Linked DNA regions of Mus musculus: region 2 is linked to region 1. Evidence: chromatin contacts called from public HiChIP or PLAC-seq data. All regions are on one chromosome and are shown on one strand. Each heading gives the region's core, a stretch centred on a gene start, on an enhancer-like site or on the middle of the called end of the contact. The rest is flanking DNA. Distances are from core to core; before and after follow the strand shown.

Region 1 (4,419 bases), core at 1,372-3,871:
TCTCTTTCTGGATAGGCATATTCCCATGGGTGCAGGTGTGCACACACATGTGTAGCTGTGTGTGCTGAGGCCAAATGACAACCTCAAGTGTCATTCCTCAAGAACTTAATTTTTAAAAGATTTATCTTTTTATGTGTTTGTGTGAATTTATGTGAAGCAAGTGCATGTGGGTTCCGGTGCAGGCCAGAGAGTGCCATGTACCAGTACTGGAGCTGTAGGAAACTGTAAATCAGCTGATTTGGGTGCTGAGTCCTCTGTAAGTACAGTAAGGGCTCCTAACTGCTCAGCCATCTCTCCAGCACCCCATCCCTTTGTCAGGAGATCCCCCTCAGTAGGTTAAGACAGCTGGCCCAAGTGTCCCAGGGGTCTGCCTGTGTCCTCTCCCCCAGCTATGTGATTCTAAGTATGTGCCACCACACTCTGCTTCCTCATGTAGGTTTGAGGGGGTAAACTCAGGTCCTCTTGCTTTCATGACAAGTAATTTCATGATTCATAACTTGTTAAAAATCTTAATTAACTAAACACCTAGCTAACATACTTCACAATTCGTTTTTGTCTGTGTGCCTGGGAACACAGATTATCAAGGCCATTTTAGTCATGTTATTTACATGGCAGTGCTTGGAGACATTAAAGATAGAAACACGTAATCAAAGGTGGGGTGCATGTCTGTTAGGAAGGGACAGGAAGTGGCCAGTCACAGACTCTGGAAGCATAGTTCCTGGGTAAAATGTCAATAGCTTTCACTCCACAAACTCCCTGGGTAGCTTTCTCATTGCTTTGAGGCTCAGTTTCTCTCATTGCTATTGGGAAGATAATATTAACCAAGAAGCAGAGAATTAAGGGAGCCCCTGAGCTCACTGATTCCTCTACAAGACCCCAGGTTGTCTGGTACTCAGTAGTTATTGATTTTTAATAAAAGCAAGCTTAGGGATTGTGCTATAACTCACAGAGAAATGTCAGCTGCCATCAGCTCCCACACCAATGTTTATGGGATGGACAAGGTGGTAGCAGTTGTGGGTTGCCAGTATGACAAATATGCCTCCCACCCTATTTGCAGGGTCCTATGGTGAGGAAGCTGGTTGGCAGTTCTCTTTCCTTTTCACAGTGGGGGATGGGTTGGAGTACATTCTACTGCAGTCAGTCTTGGCTCTAAGACCTGGTGTGGTTTACCAAGGTGGCCCTGGGCTGCATTTGTAAATCTTCTTTCATCAAAGGGAGGGGGAGTTTAGCCAAACCCTTTGATTTGGAAAAAACTTGCCACACAGTCTTAATAAATCCTCTCATAAATTATCAATTAAGAGGATCCCAGCAGACCATTTTACATGTGGCCCAACTTCGTGGTCCTTTGAAAATTTCCCCCAAGAGTCCTGCAGCTGAAACCAAACAAGAGGAGAGGGAACAGAAAACATTGCTTCCTCTGTGATTCACCCAGCCTACTGCAAAGAGCATACTCAGTTAATACAATTAAAAAACAAAACGCCAGGGCGTGTGGGGATATAAATTTAGCTTAGCAGCTTTGATGTGAATCCTGATTTAGGGGCTATTGAAATCAAATTCAAGTAGAGGGCAGGAAGAAATAGGAGAAATGGTCGAGGGCTTATGGAGGGCTGGGAGGAATCAGTCAGGAGAAAGGAAGAGAGAACAAATTTGGAAAGGTTGAGAAGAGATGCTGGGAGCCAAGGAAACAACCTCGGTGAGGATGTCGGGGAAGGGGGGCTCCGTGGGGACAGGGGACAGCCTGCTCTGGAGACTGTCGCGCGGGCTGCAGAAACGAGTGGCTGAGGATGAGTGCCCAGGCCTTGCGCTGCGCCAAAACTGCCAGCGCAGAGGCGGCGCCGCTGTGTGCCCTCCTGTGGAGCTCAGCGTTCGCTGCGGGGGCGAAGAGGGACAGAAAGCGGCAGGTCCTAAGGGCTAGGGGAGTTCTTAGGAGAGCCCTTCCAGGGTGAGCCATTGCCTTCGCTTTGTCCGCTGACCGCCTCGCCAGACCACCCAGCTTTTAATATGAGTTCCCAAGCCCCTGTTCTGGGGTGCTTACCACAGCCCAAGGGGTTTGACACCTAACCCACCTTCCCAGTTCCAGCCTCTTCTCTGTTCAGGGACTCGAACCATCCCAGGCTCGCGCCAGGCATGAGGTCGCATCCCCGGAAAGGGCAAGGCAGTTCCTGCACGCCCGGGAGGAGGAGGGAGATCTTGTCTACACTGCTTCTAGTGTGTCTTGGAGTGAGCAAGCCATCTAATCTGTCCCGATTCTCCTAGTCACCCCTTCCCTGATCGACAGATTGCAATCGCAGCTCCTGCGCACGCACCCCTAGGGGGGGAAATCGAGGGCGGAACCACCTCTGAGTCTTTGCTTGGGGTGAGGAGCACCTTTCTCCCCGAGAGGGTGCCAGAGGTCCCGGCCGTGGTTCTTTCCACCTGCCGAGAAATCAGAGCTGTTCTTTCGAGCCTGGCAGCGGTGGAGCTTGCTGCTTTTGCCCGAGCTCTCTCTGCACGCCCCCTATTCGCCCCCGCCCGCCCGAGTCACCTCTTTACGCGCCCCCGCCCCTTTCGAGCTAGCGCTCACCACCACCCCTCCTCTATCCGCCCTCCTCCCCTTCCCCCTTCCCTCTGGCCCTCCCTTCATTCCACAAGTGTCGCTTCTCTCTCTCTCTCCAGCGCACTTGGCGTGCTAGAGAGGTGAAGAGCATCCTGCGAGCGAGCGGACGTGGGGAGCCGAGTCCCGGGTGGCGGGTGGAAGGGAGTTACGGACACAGCGACTCTCTCCTGTTTTCCACCCCCGCCTCCCCCGGTGGCCAGCAGGACCTGCACCCCGCGCTGGCCCCCGCTCCTGCTCCGTCCCCGCCCGGCCCCGGCGCGCTCCTCCCCGGCCGGCCCCCTTCCTCGGCGCGCGTCGCGCTGGAGGCGAACGCAGTCTGAGCCGAGCGCAGTGGCCGCCGACCACCGAGCGCCCCGCGCCGCCTCCCTGCATGTGCGGCCAGCGGCGGCCCGCAGCCCCCGCCAGCAGCCTCGGCAGCTTCGGCCGCGCGTCCAGAGGCGGCGGTAGCGGCTCCAGCGGCGGCCGAGCGCTCCAGCCCGGGTTGGGAGACACGATGCGCCGAGTCCTTCGGCTGCTTCTCGGCTGCTTCCTCACCGAGCTGTGTGCCCGCATGTGCCGGGCGCAGGAGCGATCTGGGCACGGGCAGCTAGCGCAACTGGGCGGCGTACTGCTGCTCACAGGGGGCAACCGCTCCGGAGCCGCCTCCGGAGAGGCCGGCGAGGGCGTCGGGGGCTCGGACGCACCGCCGACTCGAGCGCCCACGCCAGACTCCTGTCGGGGCTACTTCGATGTCATGGGCCAGTGGGACCCGCCGTTCAACTGCAGCTCGGGCGACTTCATCTTCTGCTGCGGGACTTGTGGCTTCCGGTTCTGCTGCACGTTTAAGAAGCGGCGACTGAACCAGAGCACCTGTACCAACTACGACACGCCACTCTGGCTTAACACGGGCAAGCCCCCAGCGCGTAAGGATGACCCCTTGCACGACCCCACCAAGGACAAGACCAACCTTATCGTCTACATCATCTGCGGGGTGGTGGCTGTCATGGTGCTGGTGGGCATCTTCACCAAGCTGGGGCTGGAGAAAGCGCACCGGCCCCAAAGGGAACACATGTCCAGGTGGGCTGCCTCCCCTTCGCCCCCCTCTTTGGGTCCACTTTCCTTTCCCATCCATCTCCAACATTCCCCAGCCGTGCTTCCCTCCACCCCAAGGTCTCCGATTGGGGAATGTCATCCAGGACGACAACTTTCCCTTGTAGCATTGAGCCAAGCAAGGCATTGGGCTCAGCACAGGTGGGAGTGAAGGCCGAGTGTGGAAGGGGAAAGTCTCTTTTCCCCTCGCCCACCTCCTGTTCCCTCTCACCAGATATGATGGTGGGTCTTGAGACACATAGCCGGGTCTTTAAACTCTTGCGTTTTGGGGAGAGGATCCATTTATGGAGGTAAACAGAGGCAGGCGAACCTGAAAGGAAGTGGGGGGGGGGGCGTGTATGATCCGTGTGCTTGTGTGTTGGAGGGAGGGAGGAACGGAGGGAAAGAGTGAGTACCTCCTGCAACTTGTACACTAGCGAAAATGAAGCAAAGGTTAGGGAGAGTGCACCAGAACCAAAGCCTCCTAGTGCTGGCGCTTCCCCAGAGCTTTGAGGGTCCTTGATTAGAACCTCTTCTTTCCCCATTCCATTTCTCCCTCACCATCTATTCCTCTCTGTGCTGCAGCCATCACAACGCTGCACACCTTGCCTGGCCTGGAGATGACTCCACGGGCCCCCTCCACCCTTCAAGCACCTTGATTCATCAACTTTGCCTTTCCCTTTATTCATTATGCAAGTCCTATCACTGGCAAAGTCGCAGCAGATGGGAGAAAGCATTTGGGGATTAAGGGAGCT
Region 2 (4,390 bases), core at 50-2,549, 49 kb after region 1:
CCTGCTGAGCCATGTCACCTGCTCATACCTACTTTTGACTTGAAGGCTGGATGCCCCTGAAGGGGTTTCATCCTCTTGGGAGTTGACTTTGAGGACTGACTTTACCTGAGATCATTTCAGACAGGCATGGTATGGCCAGGCACAGGGGTCAGAGCCAGAGAAACATCAGCTGATGTCAGAAAGGAAGAACCGATGCTACAGCCTACCAGCAGAAAGAAAACTGCTGTTTATTGTAATGGGAAACGATGTGGCTTTATGTGGGAGAGACTTGATCTGATGTGTTTTAAGAGCTTATTTGGGTTGCTTTTTCAACTCTGAATCTTGTGACTCCTTTATAAAAGACATCCTATAGATTCTTTATTTGGTTAATAATGAATTTGCTCTCAAGGAAAGCAATGGGGTGGGAGCCGGAGAGCTGTGAGCCATCCCATCAGGGACTTGCTGAGCCTCTCCCGGGTGAGTCTCACTGGTTCATTGATCACGTCATAGAATCATTCTACTCACTGAGAAAATAGTTGCTGAACACTCCCTCTTGGGTTAGCACCAGGAAGGACTGGGAAAGACTGTCTGGAGCCTTCACATGGAACCCTGGTCGCAGTCCTCCACCATTGGACTCTGGAAGACTGCCCTAGCGGGGTCCTAGATGCCTGGGTCTCTGTTTGAGGTCTAATGACCAGGAAAGAAGGAAACAACTGTCATTAGAGCTGACTATCTTCCATTTGTTCTCTGAGCTCCATGTGTATCAGAGAAAGCTGAGGCTTAGAGGACTAGCTCAAGATGACACAAAATGACCATCAGCCAGGTAGACATAGATCTCATGTTCTACCCCACGCCCCGTCCACATGCTCTGCCCACAGGCTCACCTTTAAGCCAACAATCTCTGCACTCTAAATATGGAGTTTGGAAAAGAAAACTAATGATGCTTATTTTGAATTAAAAAAATGCTCTTTTCACAATTAAAAAACAGTCACATAAAGTGAGTTTACATTGAAAATTAAGTGTTCATATGCAAAGGTTCCCCCTTCAGGAGTAAGCATTATGACTTCTAATTATACAGTAGTCAGCACTACATATTTATGGAGTCTTTGAAGAACTGTTATAAATAGGTCAGAGCAGGGCTCGCACTCCCTGCATGTTTACTTGCCTGGTGTGCCCATTGGCATTTGGCCCTGATCTTGTTCAGCCTTGAACTCTAGTTATGTTCTCTTATGCTAATGAGTCATCTCCCAAGACTGCAAGCAGGGTGTTTTCTGTATATTGTTCTCTTTTTTTTTCCTGTCACAGGATCTACCACAGTGCTAGGTCTGGGGCACTGACTAATAGATCCCCTTTTCCTCTTCCCTCTTCTTTGTCCATGCCCTCCCTTCTTCTGTCTCCTTCATTCTCCATCCCCCTCCCCTCCTTTGTCTTCCCCTCTTCTCCTTCCCCCTACCCTATCTCTTTCTTCCTTCTCTCCCCTTCCTTTCCTGCATGTTCTTTCTCTCCTTATCCTCTTTCCCTCCACAATCATTTCTATAAAGTGATTAACGTTGTGGCCAGAGATCCAGTGACTAGTTCTGCTGAGACACTAGGTATGTAAGAGCAGTTGGTATACAAGTATGGGGGCCCAAGTTCAAATCCTCAGCATCCACAGGAAATGTTCTTGCTTGTTCCTAATCCCTGCACTGTGGGAGGCAGAGGCAGGCTCATCACTGGGGCTTGCAGATTCCCAGCCTACCTTCAGCTTCAGTGAGAGATTCTGTTTGAAGGAAAGAAGGCGGGGAGCTATGGATCAGGACACCTGGCACTGTTCCCTGGCCTTCGTGTGTGCCATGAGCACATGCACGCCCCTGCCTCATAAAGATTCAGTGATGACTTAAAGGGAACATGATTATCAATGTTTTTCATCAATAGTTCCCATGTCTGATCATTTTAAGTGCTCCTTAGATTGATATTGACTGTGTGTCTGTGTTATATGTACTTGTTCATGTGTATGTAGTAGGCATACAGGTGTTACCTTGATGTTTCAACCATTTATTGAACAAGTGGCTTCAAGCAATAAGCTTCTATGGACATCTTGCCAAAACCACAACACTAGTAACATTATGTCATCAGTGTCTTTGGATGTTTGTGTAGAAAGGCTCCTCAGTTGGAGGCTGAGGCCATATGACTTTACTGGGCACATACTTATGGCGGGCACAAGCCATGCTGCCTATACTGAGCATTCTCAGCACAGCCTATCAACACCATGCTTGAGTGAGACAATGGAAGCATGCACAGGGTGGCGAGATGAACTGTCCAAGGGTACCTTGGGAAGGCACCCTGTGCAAAGTCATTTGGGAATCTGATGCTTACTGGCTGAGTGTCCATTCTGTGTAGTGTATACTCAGTGCTGGGGTATTCTAGAATATTCCAAGGAATGAATAAGGGGGAAAAATGCTTTTCCACAACTCATTGTCTGAAGGATCGGACAGATATCCATTACTGCTATTCAGCATAACAGGAGTTGTAAGTCAAAAAGGGGCCAGGCCCAAGTGAAGTACAGAGGAATAGGAGAGAGGAGCAGCTGCCTTGTAAGGTCCTGAGCAAGCGTTTGACAGGCAGGTGGAGGGTAGAGAGCACTGACAAGAAAGGCGCTCCAGAGCAAGGGGACAGCATATGCAAAGGTGTGGACTTGGCAATGGAGAGTAGGGGTGGAAATGCAAATGCTCTGGAGGTGACATCTGCATGAAGCTGGAGAAGTGGGAGGAGACAAGTCAGGCAGGACCTTGAGCATGGTGCTGGTCTTGATATCCTCCTCCAGCTAAAGGCACTGTGCCCTTTCTGTCAGTGGGATACTTCGTATCCTAGCTTACTTTCTCACTTAACTGAGCAATTAATGTGTTCTAGCCTCTGTGCTAGGGGCTTCATGGTGCAGATGATGTTGTGGTATTTTGAGTGTGTTGGGCATACAAACTTGGTGCATATTTGACTTGTGCCGTGATAGGAGGAAGACCAGGATAGAGTTATATAGAGAGATAACAAGCAGCCAGTGAGGGCATCTGTCTGTCTTAGAGAAGGTTTGTGTAGGTTGGAGGAGGGAAGTTAATTGAGAGAGGAGCTGGTGAGACTGTTGGCAAGGGTGGGGAGGGCCTAAGGTCCAGAGGCATGAAGCAGTGGTATGTGCGTGTGGGGACAGCAGAGTGACCAAAAGTAGAGAGGCCCCAGGGATCAATGTTAATGGAGGCTAAACAAGGTAAAGGGGATGGCGGCTGAAGAAGCTGAGTGGAGACCAAACAGAGTTCAGGATTCTAATGAGCAGAGTCCTACCCTCCTGCCTTCCTGCCCTCCTGCCCGAGAAACACGGGTGCACACAGCACTGGGACTCTCTCTCCAGTAACTGCTCTCCCGTGAGCCACATGGCATCTCACAGGTGCAGGCTTCTGTGAGCGCCACTGTTTGGGCAGCTGTCAGGTGTGGCTGCATGCACTTGCCCAAACTAGCTTTTCTTGGCCAGCAAGTCCTGTATCCCCACAGCTAGGACTGAACACCAAGAGGCCAGAGCCTCAGCCTGGGAAGAGTAATTAAAGTAGGATCAGAGTGGCCTGCCCTGTGGTGATGTCAGTGCAAAGCTCCCAGTATGGAGGCCTCTGGCTGTGGCTGGACTTGTTTCTCAAGGCCTGGCACTCTGCCTGTCTTGTCTGCACAAGCCAGGCTCTCTCTAGCCAGATGGAGGCCAGTCCCTTCCATCACCTGACCATGGTGTGCTGGGGTCATGCTGCCATTTCATATACAAGGTCCCCTTTTCCAAGGTAGCAACTCTAGAAGGCAAGAAGGGAAATGACGCTTAAGGAGGCCCAAGAACTTGTCCGTGGACAGTAGGACAGAGTCAGGCTCCACCCCAGCTCAGTGGTCTCTGCTCCTCTGATCTTTCCGAGGTTATTCACTGTCCTTTCTTACCCTCTCAGTTGTGCGAATTATGTTTTCCAGGTTCCTGTGCTTATGAGCAAGTGCCATGCCTATCTCAGATTTAAGCATCAAAGCCCTGACCTCCACTGTCCCTGTTTAGAGGACTGGAGGGAGGGAATTGTGTGAAACGAGCTGATGAGGGTGGCCCCTGTAAGGATATAAAGAGGAGCCAGAATTTACCTATTCTGTCCTTTGCATACATAACGAGAGTGGACAGAAGAAGAAGCCCTCACCAGGAACCAAGTCAGCCTTTGCCTTGGTTTTCACTCTTCAGTGTGTAGACACTGCTGTTGTTTAAGCTCCCACTTTAGGGTATTTTACTAAAGCACCCCTAGCTGGCTGAGACAACAAGCAAATGTTGCTTTACCACTTGGAGACAATATCTCTCTCAGCAGGGCTGAGTGCTGGCTATTTCACCATATCGGGCCATCTGGCTTCTTCATCCAGGTTCTGGTCTCTAATC

Evidence for each region. HiChIP or PLAC-seq counts read pairs in DNA pulled down with a chosen protein or histone mark.
Region 2: an H3K4me3 HiChIP or PLAC-seq map of bone marrow-derived macrophages shows a contact between it and region 1, with 2.0 times the contacts expected there. The contact joins the enhancer-like site here to the promoter of Shisa9 in region 1. A contact is called at or near these places in 4 of 39 promoter capture datasets (the 3T3-L1 cell line, embryonic stem cells, hippocampal neurons and 1 more), 3 of 484 Hi-C or Micro-C datasets (the N1E-115 cell line, bone marrow-derived macrophages and nephron progenitors), 4 of 115 datasets of contacts at active chromatin or transcription factors (bone marrow-derived macrophages, embryonic stem cells and neural progenitor cells) and 1 of 9 other capture datasets (adipose tissue).

What each region holds. Positions count from the first base shown.
Region 1 is chr16:11,981,492-11,985,910 of GRCm38.p6, forward strand. It overlaps Shisa9 (shisa family member 9), which reads left to right and starts at 2,622. Exons shown (of 5, transcript NM_028277.2): 1 at 2,622-3,652. The coding sequence starts at 3,090. Gm32278 (predicted gene, 32278) reads right to left here and starts at 2,254. Exons shown (of 2, transcript NR_155455.1): 1 at 2,067-2,254.
Region 2 is chr16:12,031,437-12,035,826 of GRCm38.p6, forward strand. The region is part of intron 2 of Shisa9 (shisa family member 9); the gene reads left to right. Among named protein-coding and RNA genes, the nearest start is that of Shisa9, 50 kb to the left of the region's middle. Within about 2 kb of position 1,300, at least 28 of the 459 cell types and tissues checked have an H3K27ac peak or open chromatin away from gene starts, as enhancers often do. A contact at or near this core is called in bone marrow-derived macrophages, where this site is marked.